Linked DNA regions of Urocitellus parryii: region 2 is linked to region 1. Evidence: chromatin contacts called from public Hi-C data. All regions are on one chromosome and are shown on one strand. The core of a region is the stretch at or near the end of the contact, and the rest is flanking DNA. Distances in the headings are between cores, read along the strand shown.

Region 1 (5,261 bases), core at 2,037-4,536:
GTGCCTTGGTTCCTCCTTCAACAAAGGTATCCAGCTCCCACATGTGCCAGGAGGCCAGGATCCCCAACCTATTTCCCTGACTAGTCTATCATCCTCGCAGAGATCACCTACCATCTAGAGAAGGACTTCGGGTCGGCTTTGCTCCAGCTGCCCTCGTGCTCTATGGGGCTGGAGTCACTGCCAGGGAGCCAGCCTTCCTCCTAAAGCCATCAGGGAGACATCAGGGCCAGCCTTCCCACCTGAGAGATAGAAGAGCTGAGGGGCCCAGAGAGGTGAGAGACCCAGACCACCCCAAGGTACCCACAGGCCCTCATCAGTAGACTGAGGTGAGAATGGGACTTTTGCACAAGAAATAATCAGAGGGCTACTTAATTAAATTCTGCAAAGCATACCATGAGCACCTACTATGTTCAGGGCTCTGTGTTAGACATATTCTGCCTTCAGGGAGCTTGCAATCTGCATCAAGGAGGAACACTTTGACGGGTTGGGGGCCAAGAGGAAGCCTCTAAGGAAAGTCCCAGGCAGGGTTACCTCATTGTATGTCTAAAGAATGCCATTTACCCCACAGTCCTTGGAGTTATTGGGTGGGGGACATTCTTGCAAGGTGACATTGTGAAAGCTGCCTCCTGGGGTACACAGGGCAGCATAGGGAAGGGGTCTGGTCACAGAAGGTTGGGAGAGGAAAGGGTGCCATGTTGTGCTCCAAAGACCAGGTTGTGATCCTCAACTTGGCTAGTGGAGAGGAAGGAGAAGATTGGGAGCTCCTGGAAGGCTGAGGCTTTCTCAGAGACTCACCCCATCATCTCGTTTCTCTTCTCACCTTTCAGATTGGAGCTTAAATGTTACTTCCACATTGGAAATTTCTCTGACCTTTCAGACTTGGATGGGTTATATTGGCACATAGTAGGTGCCCAATAAATGTTTCATGAGTGAAATAAAGGGGGCTGAGTTATACAGGGACTCCAGCTCATCAGAGTTGCCTTAACTATGCAAGCAAATAGCTGAGGAGGCCAAAGAAGATGGATGTATAAAAAGGTGGGCACAGACCCTCCCACTGTGGGTTAGGACTCAAACCCAAAGACTGAGGAGGCAGGGAGGTGGACAGACCAGGCTCTCCAAGAACTCAGCCTCCGTGTTCTCCAAGCCATGGGTCGCAGGTTTGAGAGAAACGAACTCTCCTCGTTTGGGTGTCTGCTTCTCCATGGGCCAGATCTTCCAGCTGAAAGACAAAGACAGAGAGGGCCCAAAGCTAAAGGGAGAGCCTGCAGGATCCAGGAGCGGGGATTGAGGAAGTGGGGAAGAGGGCAGGGTGGCAGGAGCAGAAGCCTGGAAGCACCAGGCCCTTGCCTGGGGGTTTCATAAGCCATCCCAGAGCTGGCTCCTCATTGTGCCTCGGACCTCCTCCTCCTGGGCCCCTCCAACACATGGAGGAGGTGGCCCTTCTTACATTCCCTTCTGAACCTGTCCTGTAAGCTCCAGGAGTTCCAGGCCAAAACAGCAAATCCTGCCCATTTCACAGGGAAGGAAAGGAAGGAAATGAGTGTGTATCTGATACAGGCATTTTTCTGAAGAGAGGCCCTGGCTTGCCTCACTCCACACAACAGGTTAAAATCACTTGCCATTAAGTGATAGGCTCACATGTTGATGGACACACAAAAAATAAACCATGGTAAAAAAATAACTCCTATACTGCCCTCAAAAAGGAATCTGCAATTAATGTCAGTCAAGATCCATCTTTGTGCCAGGCACGGTGGTGCATGACTGTAATCCTAATGGCTCGGGAGGCTGAGGCAGGAGGATTGCAAGTCAAAGCTAGCCTTAGCAAAAGCGAGGCACTAAGCGACTCAGTGAGACTCTATCTCTAAATAAAATACAAAGTAGGGCTGGGGATGTGGCTCAGTGGTTGAGTGCCCCTGAGTTCAATCCCTTGTATCAAAAAAATTCATCTTTGCAAAAAATCTGATTTCCACATTTAGCCAGTATAGCCAGCATATATTTCTGATCCATAATGCATGGATTCCTTCAAAGAAAAAGCAATCATTAAACAAACTTTTAAAATTTAAAAACAACACAGTTCTTATAAGGTAAATAATGTATTTAGCATGAGCATGAATTATTTTCATATAAATATAGAAAATAGAGAAAAGGCCATGCCTCTCATTTGTAAGCCCTTGGGATTAGAGGTTCTTTGTTTTCTCCTTTTTTCCTTTCTCTTTCTTTCCTTTTTTCTTTTTCTCCACTCCCCACCTCCCTGGGGTGGGGACAGGGAGGTAGTTTTGTTTTGTTTTTTTGAAGCACGTGTTTAAGGTTTAATCTTCTTCATGGAAAAATTATGACTGTTGGAGGACTTACTGTGCAATATAAAAATCTCCTCATGCTCTGGCAGGGCTTGGATGGTTCAACTCTATGCTGCCTGTCTGCACTCGGCCCCAACGCCCTCTGATTCTCTACTGAAGAGCATGTCCTTCTCTTTGATGCAATACTTCAAGGGAAAAAAGTAGTGATATGCTTATTGTATTATACTTTTCCACACTTGAAAAATGGAGACACAATATCCTGAAGACAACAATCTGGTCCCTAGATAACTACCCCTGGACTTTTTCATGCCAAGAGCCAATAGTTCCTTTTATTTTTTTCCCCCAACATTGGGGATTGAACCAAGGGGTGCTCTACCATTGAGTTATATCCCCAGTCATTTTTATATTTTTATTTTGAAACAGGGTCTAGCTAAATTATTGAGGCTGGCCTCAAACTTGCAATCCTCCTGCTTCAACCTCTGGAGTTACTAGGAGTGAGCCACTACATTCAGTCTATAGTTCCTTTTTTGCTGAAGCTCAATTCATAGGCTTCAGCTCATCTGTAAATAAAGTCCTAAGTGAGACCCTGTCTCCCTACTCCCATTCCTCCTCCTTTTTTCCCTTTGGGGATTACCGTACTCTATCCCAACAGCAGACTGTTAAGATAACACACCCAGACATACATACAAACAAGCAGGGACACACATTGAGTGCGTATGCACACACACACACACACACACACACACACAGCCTTGGAAGCCCTGATTCCAGCACACACACAGATACAGCTGCACAGAGAGGACAGGACCTTATTCCTACTCACATATTTGTGGTGACAGGTGGTTCTCAGGAAGAGATGGAAGCACAGGTTTCTCTAGGGATGAGCTGAGCCAGCCTGCTTGTGCTTTGGCCTGTCTTCACCTTTCAATGGAAATTCCTGGGCAAGGTCCAGAACTGCAGTAGGTTGGGCTTCCCCAGAGTCCAGCGACACAAGGCTGCCGCAGGATCCCAACCCTTATTGAGGGAAAAGAGGGTGCGAAAGGGAGCCTACAGAGGTCTGGCCCGGGGTAGCTTCTGCCCGACCTGGCTGCCTCCCACCAGAAATGCCCTCCCTCCACTCTCCCTGCTCCTGAACTGACCTCTTCCAAGGCCAGATCTGGTTCCTCTCCTCCAGGAAGCAACCTTTGGTATTCCTGCTCTCCCCCTTCCGGTTTCCATCTGTCATCCCCTGTATTTCACCTTCCATTTTGCATCTCACTCTCTCTTCCTCCCTGGATTAGTAATTATTATAACAACCTATTTTCCTAAGCTTGGAAGATAGGGAAGGTGTGTAGCTGTCACAAATAGGAAGCGTGTTGCAGGTCTAAGCATTGAAACAGTCACGAAAGCAAAACAAAATCCCACTGTTTCCCTCTTCGTTTCTTTCTTTTTTTCCCCCTTTAAACTAAATGCCTAAGCAACATTGTGCAAAGTCAAGGGACGAACAATTTAGTTTTTCAGTCTTCAAGCTAAGCATTAAGCTTATCTGACAAGATTAACAAACATTTCTTTAATAATTAATAGTACACACTAAGGACAAAATCCTTTATGGCACAAAACTACTTCCTGGTAACATAAGAGCAGAGCACCTGGTACAGGTACGCAAGTTGTTTTGGAAGTTTAGATGACGGATGGACGGAGGGACCCCTATTCTCTAAAAACTTCCTTTACTTTGCCCTTTTTTGTTTGTTTTGCGGTACTGAGGGTTGAACCCAGGAGCACTTTACCACTGAGTAAGATTCCTGGCACTTTTTATTTTTTATTTTGAGACAGGGTCTTACTAAATTGCTGAGGTTGGCCTCAACCCTGTGATTCTCCGGTTTCAGCCTCCTGAGTTGCTGGGCACATGCCACTGCACCTGGCTTCTTTTTCTCTTTCATTCTAATTACCAAAACATTAGCTGGGCTCAATGGTGCATACCTGTAACCCTAGCTATTGGGGACTGAGTGGTGGAGGTGGGTGGTTTTGAGGCAGGAAGATTGCAAGTTTGAGCTCGCCTGGGTAACTTTAGGGAGACCCTATCTTAAAATGAAATAAATTTTTTTTAAATTTTATTTATTTATTTATTTATTATTAGTTGTTCAAAACATTACATAGCTCTTGACATATCATATTTCATACATTTGACAAAATAAATTTTTAAAGGCATGTGTGTGGGGGTGGGGCTGGAGATACAACTCAGTGGAAAAGCACTTTGGGTTCAGTCTCCAATACAAAAAAAAAAAAAACCAATCTAATTACCAAAGTAATGACACATACATTTAAATCTTATAGAAAAATACAGAAAGCATTAAAATCCCCCTAATCTGAGCCCTCCACAGATAAGGATTATTGAGTATTTGGAATTTCCCGCCTATTTTCCCCCTAAGTGTATACAATTTTTCTGTTATTCATTTTCCAACAGAGATCCACAACATGTCCACTCACATTGGTGGGGCCACATGTCCCCTTGATTGTAGACCGAATGTTTACCTTGAGCAAGACACAGATGGACTCAAAGCTGCCTCAAAGGGGGCCTCCTTGAGTCCCAATGAAGGGCAAAGGACTATATTAATTAACTTCTCCACCTCTGCCCCTTCCAACTCCTCCTGTCGCCCCTTTCCTCCTGTCATCCTCCCCTCCCGTCCCCGCTTGGTGTCTGTCGGTGCTCAGAGGGAAGCCAGTGTATCCAGTGGCAACCAGGTTGGTTTCAAAACATTCATTGCAGCTTCATGGGCCTGATCTCTAGAACAAGAGTCCAACAGGCTGTGTGTTTGTGGGATGAACCTGGAGCACAGAGCCCTGAGTTCTATGTTCTAAGTGAGATTCACTCACTCCAGACTCTCCAAGTTAACTTGTTTCCTCATCTGTGAGCTGGTGAAGGTAGGTAAAGTACCTCGGAGAATTAAATGACAAGCTTGAGAGAGAGCCCAGCACCTGAGGCCT
Region 2 (5,261 bases), core at 1,406-3,905, 280 kb after region 1:
CCTAATAAATATAGATAATAATACTCATCCTTCTTATGGGGACATCTTAAGGATTAGCAATGGATCAGATGCTGAGGCTCTTTTAATTTAACTGAAAGGAAGGCAGTATCTCAAGCATCATTACCATATTTTTCTTTAGAGAGAGAGAATTTTTTAATATTTATTTTTTAGTTTTCGGTGGACACAACATCTTTATTTTTATGTGGTGCTGAGGATCGAACCCAGCGCCCCGCGCATGCCAGGTGAGCACGTTACCGCTTGAGCCATATCCCCAGCCCTCATTACCATATTTTTTATTTTTTTTTTGAGAATTTTAATTTTTTTTTTTTTTTTTTTAGTTTTCGGCAGACACAACATTTTTTTTTTTTGTATGTGGTGCTGAGGATCAAACCCGGGCCGCACGCATGCCAGGCAAGCGCACTACCACTTGAGCCACATCCCCAGCCCATCATTACCATATTTTAAAGTACATTAGTCCCTCAGATTCCTTAGAGGACTAGTTCCAGGAACCCCTGCAGATACCAAAATCTGAATGTTCAAGTCCCTTACATAAAATGGTATAGAATCTGCATATAATTTGTGCATGTCTTCCTGTATACCTTTAAATTGTCTCCAGATTACACATAATACCCAATACAATGTAAATGCTTCGCAAATAGTTGTTATCTGTACTGAAATGTTGACAAGAAAAAAATCTACACATGTTCAGTACAGAGTTTAATTTTAAAATAACATTTTTATATATATGAAGATTTGAAGTTGGTGTCAACATACCTTATATACAAACAGAGATATGAAAAATTGTGGCATATATGTGTATTAAGAATTGTAATGCAGGGCTGGGGATGTGGCTCAAGTGGTAGCACGCTCGCCTGGCATGCGTGTGGCCCAGGTTCGATCCTCAGCACCACATACCAACAAAGATGTTGTGTCGGCCGAGAACTAAAAAATAAATATTAAAAATTCTCTCTCTCTCTCTCTCTCTCTCTCTCACTCTCTCTTTAAAAAAAAAAAAAAAAGAAAGAAAAAAAAGAATTGTAATGCAAAAAAAAGAGTACGTGTATAATGGCATAATTTGGCGTGAACATACTTTACATACAGAGTTACGAAAACTTGTGCTGTAAATGGGTAATAATGAGTGTGATGCATTCCACTATTGTCATGTATGTAAAAAATAAATAAGTAATTAATTAAAAAAAATAACATCTTTTGCAAAGAGAAATTTATTTGCAAGGATACACAACCATGGCATTGTTTCTAATTGCAAAAAGTTGATAACCTTTAAACTCTAGCAGTAGGAGTGCTGGGCATAGTGGTAAAAGCCACTTGGAAGGATGAGGTAGGATTGTGAGTTAGAGGCCAGCCTCGGTAACTTAGTGAGACAATGTCTTAAAATTAAATAAAAAGAGCAGGGAAACGTAGCTCAGGGATAGAGTGGCCTGGGTTCAATCCCCAGCATCCAGCTGGTGAGGAATCCAGCAGCAGGGAAATGGTTAAAAATCAATGGCACCTCTATACAATAGAATATATTAAAAGGTATTCTAGGAGTAACTCAGTGGTAAAGCACTTGTCTTGCATGTGCAAGACTCTGGGTTCAATCCCTAGCATCACATAAATACATACATACATACATACATACATACATACATCTAACATGATAATAGGTGGTATTGTCTGGGAAGGGGCTCAACGGAAATTAAGCCAAAAGGCTTCACACAAGCTAGGCAAGCACTCTACCACTGAGTTACATCACCAGCCCAATATTTTTTAAAATTACACTGACAAAGATTATTAATCATTAATGATTTCAGATAATTCTCCTGATATGAAAATAACGTATAAAAAGAAAACCAGAAAGGTAAAACACCATAGACAGTAAGAACCCAATTCCCTTTAAATATAAACACACACTAGTAAAAAGGAGGACCTGGTCAGCAACTCAATACTGAGAAACCTAGAATTACAAAGAACTAAATGAAATATTTTTAAAGCAATAAAAAACATTTCAAAAAGCATAACATCATAAAGACTCGAATAACACTCCCTGGAATTATTAAAGAAAATAATAAAAAGAAAACCTAAAAACAATAGCAACAACAAAAAGAAAAGCTAGTGGGAAAACCGAAGCTCTCAACGTGTATTTACCCAAATGACTAGATGAAATGCAAATATAACAGAATTCTTAATTGGGAACCGGGTACAATGTGCCGAGACCCCCAATTCGCCGTCTAAGCCAAGACAAGACACGCCCCCTCTGAACCTCAGTTTCCCCACTTGTACAATGAGGAGGCTGCACAGGACGTGGTCAAACATCCCTTCCCAGTTCAAAATCCTGCGCTTTCCGCTTGGATGTGAAAGGAACTCTGCCGGGGAGAAAAGACCCAGTCGGTTCACAGAGCCCGGCGGGTAACTCCAAGCGCCCGGCAGCGGGCACGAACAGGGTACCCACGCCCCTCCCCCAGCAGGCTGCCGCAGCTGGCTGCAGGCCCGTTATCCTCGCCGCGGGCTGTTCCCCGGTCCACGCGACTTCAGGCCTGCCTCTCCAGCTCACCTCCCCAGAGTCCAGGTCTAGCTCAGGCGACCGCTCCTCGCGCAAAAGCGCCCTCGGGCTCGCCCGGCCCCTCTGAACTCACCTCAGCTCAAGCCCGTGGGGCACAGAGAACAATGGACGGGAGAGGCCCGCCCTCTGCCATGTTCATTGGCTGTAGAGGATGGCCCCTGGGAACTCTGCTCTCCTACTGGAGGAGACAGTGCTCAGTCTATCAGCGGGAGGGAGACTGGGCCCGAGGCATTATGGGAGATGTAGTGCATCCGAAGACAACCAAATCACCGTCCGGGAGCGAGTTAGGGGTAGATAGCCTAGACGGTGCCCAAAGGCAATAGAGAAAAATCCGCGGACTGGTTGTCGGTACCCCAGTGTGGCCAAGACTGTACCCTGAGACAAATTATTTCACTTCTCTAAGTCCTCCCTGTATTTGTCTATAAAAAGTGAAAGTTGGATGGGGGGAAAGTCCTTTTCAGCAGAGAACTGTATGGCAAGTGATGTTGGCACCGCAGACAGGCCAGTACAGACTCTGAACAGGAAAGGGATCCGTGCAGGAAACGCGACTCAACGCTCACCCTGGCTCTTCTCCCCGCAACTTGCAACTCTGCACATGCACCCAGCTTTCGCACACCCCTTTGTTGTCACACGTGGTGATTCTACGTCGGGGGAAAGCCCCGCCCCGCCTTCACTGCCTCCTATCTTTCCGATCCTCCTTCTTGAAGCTTGCCCCATCATCACCTACCTACTCTGAGATACCTTCCCAAGCATACTTGTTTGACAGCTCCGTTTGTTCTTACAGAATTGCTTGTTAATTTCAGCAGTGGGTGTGTAGGAGTAAGAGTTTGACTTCTGTCTTGGTATTCCCATGGTTGGTGCTGCTGAAGAAATAATTGCCCCAACACTACATAAAAACAGTGGAAATACTTCCCGGAAACCCAAGTGGGAATCTAAGAAAGGAGAGAAACACACTCTTAATGGTCTGTGATAGAATAATTGTATGTGTTTGTACAGAGTAATTACTGGAGGCACACACAATCAAATGCTGCATTTATGTATATTTGTTTTGGGGTATTGTGATTTGAACCCCAGGCTTGTGCATGATAGACTTGCATTCTACCACTGAGCTATATCCCTGACCCTATTAAATTTATTTTGAGACAGAATCTCCTTAAATTGCCCAGGTTGGCTTCGAACTTGTGATTATCCTGTCTCAGTCTCCTGAGTAACTGAGATTTCAGGCATTTTTCCACCATGTTCGGCTTGCTTTTAAATTTTGTTTATTTAAGAGTGTTTCATTTCTTACTAGTGACTTTAATCTTATTTTCTGTGAATTGATTACATTCTTTTCCATTTTTTAAATCAAGTTTATTTGTAAAAGTTCTTTGTATAATAAGAAAAGTATTCCTTTGCTGCAGAAGTTGCTGCTATTTTTCTCAGTTTGCTGTTTACTTTCTGGTGGTTTATTAAATTTAGAAATTTGAATTTTTCACCAGACATAGTTGTGCATGTATGCCTGTAATACCAGCTACTCAGGAGGCTGAGGCAGGAGGATCGCAAGTTTATGGCTAGCTTCAGCAATTTAACAAGTCCTGTCTCAAAAGTTAAAGGGGGGGGGGAAGGGGGTGTTAGGGTGGCAAAGAATCCCCAGAACAGAAGAAAAAGAAGGAGGAGGTCGAGGAGAAAGAAAGAAAGAAAGAGAAAGAGAGGGAGGGAGGGAGGGAGGGAGGAAAGAAGGAAGGAAGGAAGGAACTCAAAAAAGAAAAAAATATATTTTAAAAAAATTTTTCATGTGGTCAAATTTGTTAATCTTGTTTTTTTATAGATTCTGAGTTTTGTGTTAGTCTTCTGCCCCACTCCAAAGATCATTTGAAATTCACATGTTTTTCACTAATTAACCTTCTTAATTAATTCAAATACAAAGATGCAAAGTAACATTCAGCTTTTGCCATTGGGTGACTGGATTGAATCCCGCCACCAATAGCCAGCTACACCCTAGTAGCATCTTAACAAGCAAACAGCACCACCTCCAGGCCACACTGAGAAGTCTACACTAAGGTTTCTGGAAGCAAATTCCTGGCCAACATTTATTCTAGTTGTCAGCATTCCTAGGAGATCTGAAAAATGATTAAGGATGATGACTTTGTGCTGAGGGTCATTGCCAAGTAGGAATGACGCATGGAAATTTCCTTGCCAGCGTACCCCATGCTGCTTAGAGGACATTCGATGGGACATTGCATGTATGCTTTAGTAAGGTGACCTTGCTCAAAGACCAGGGCGGATCCTGGTTTAGAGCTGATCAGGTTTGAGGAAGTTTCCCCGCTCCTTGAGTTTAAGACAATAGGGGTTTTAGGGAAGTTGGAGGTTGAAGATTATTGCTGCTGGGATTAGGGTGTTCCTGCTGCTTGTTCTCGTGAGATTCAAATGGGATTTGGAAAAAGCCTCTTGGAGTAGGTAAATTGGGCGGAGAGATTTTAGATTGCCCCTGAACCTGTGTGGAGGCGGTGTGAGTTCGGGAATAAAGGATTGCTGTTTGAATCTACAAGGTGTGTGGTGGCTCGTGATTCTGTGCCAAGCCGAGACCTTGGCAACTTTGGGGGAAGACCTTGAATTAACAAAGATTTGTATCTCCAATTTTCTATCCTTAAGAGCAATGAACTTCACGCAAAAGGCAAAGGATTTGAGGGGATAGGGAGATGCACAGCTGAAAATTTCCAGC

The links. A called contact is a pair of places that touch in the nucleus more often than the background predicts.
Region 2: a Hi-C map of liver shows a contact between it and region 1, with 2.6 times the contacts expected there. The contact joins the promoter of Zscan2 here to the promoter of Slc28a1 in region 1. A contact is called at or near these places in 2 of 2 Hi-C or Micro-C datasets (liver and muscle).

Annotation. Positions count from the first base shown.
Region 1 is chr6:132,102,185-132,107,445 of mUroPar1.hap1, forward strand. It overlaps Slc28a1 (solute carrier family 28 member 1), which reads right to left and starts at 3,287. Exons shown (of 18, transcript XM_026388249.2): 1 at 3,121-3,287; 2 at 1,108-1,219; 3 at 112-200. The coding sequence starts at 1,203.
Region 2 is chr6:132,386,044-132,391,304 of mUroPar1.hap1, forward strand. Zscan2 (zinc finger and SCAN domain containing 2) reads right to left here and starts at 2,656. Exons shown (of 3, transcript XM_026388250.2): 1 at 2,634-2,656.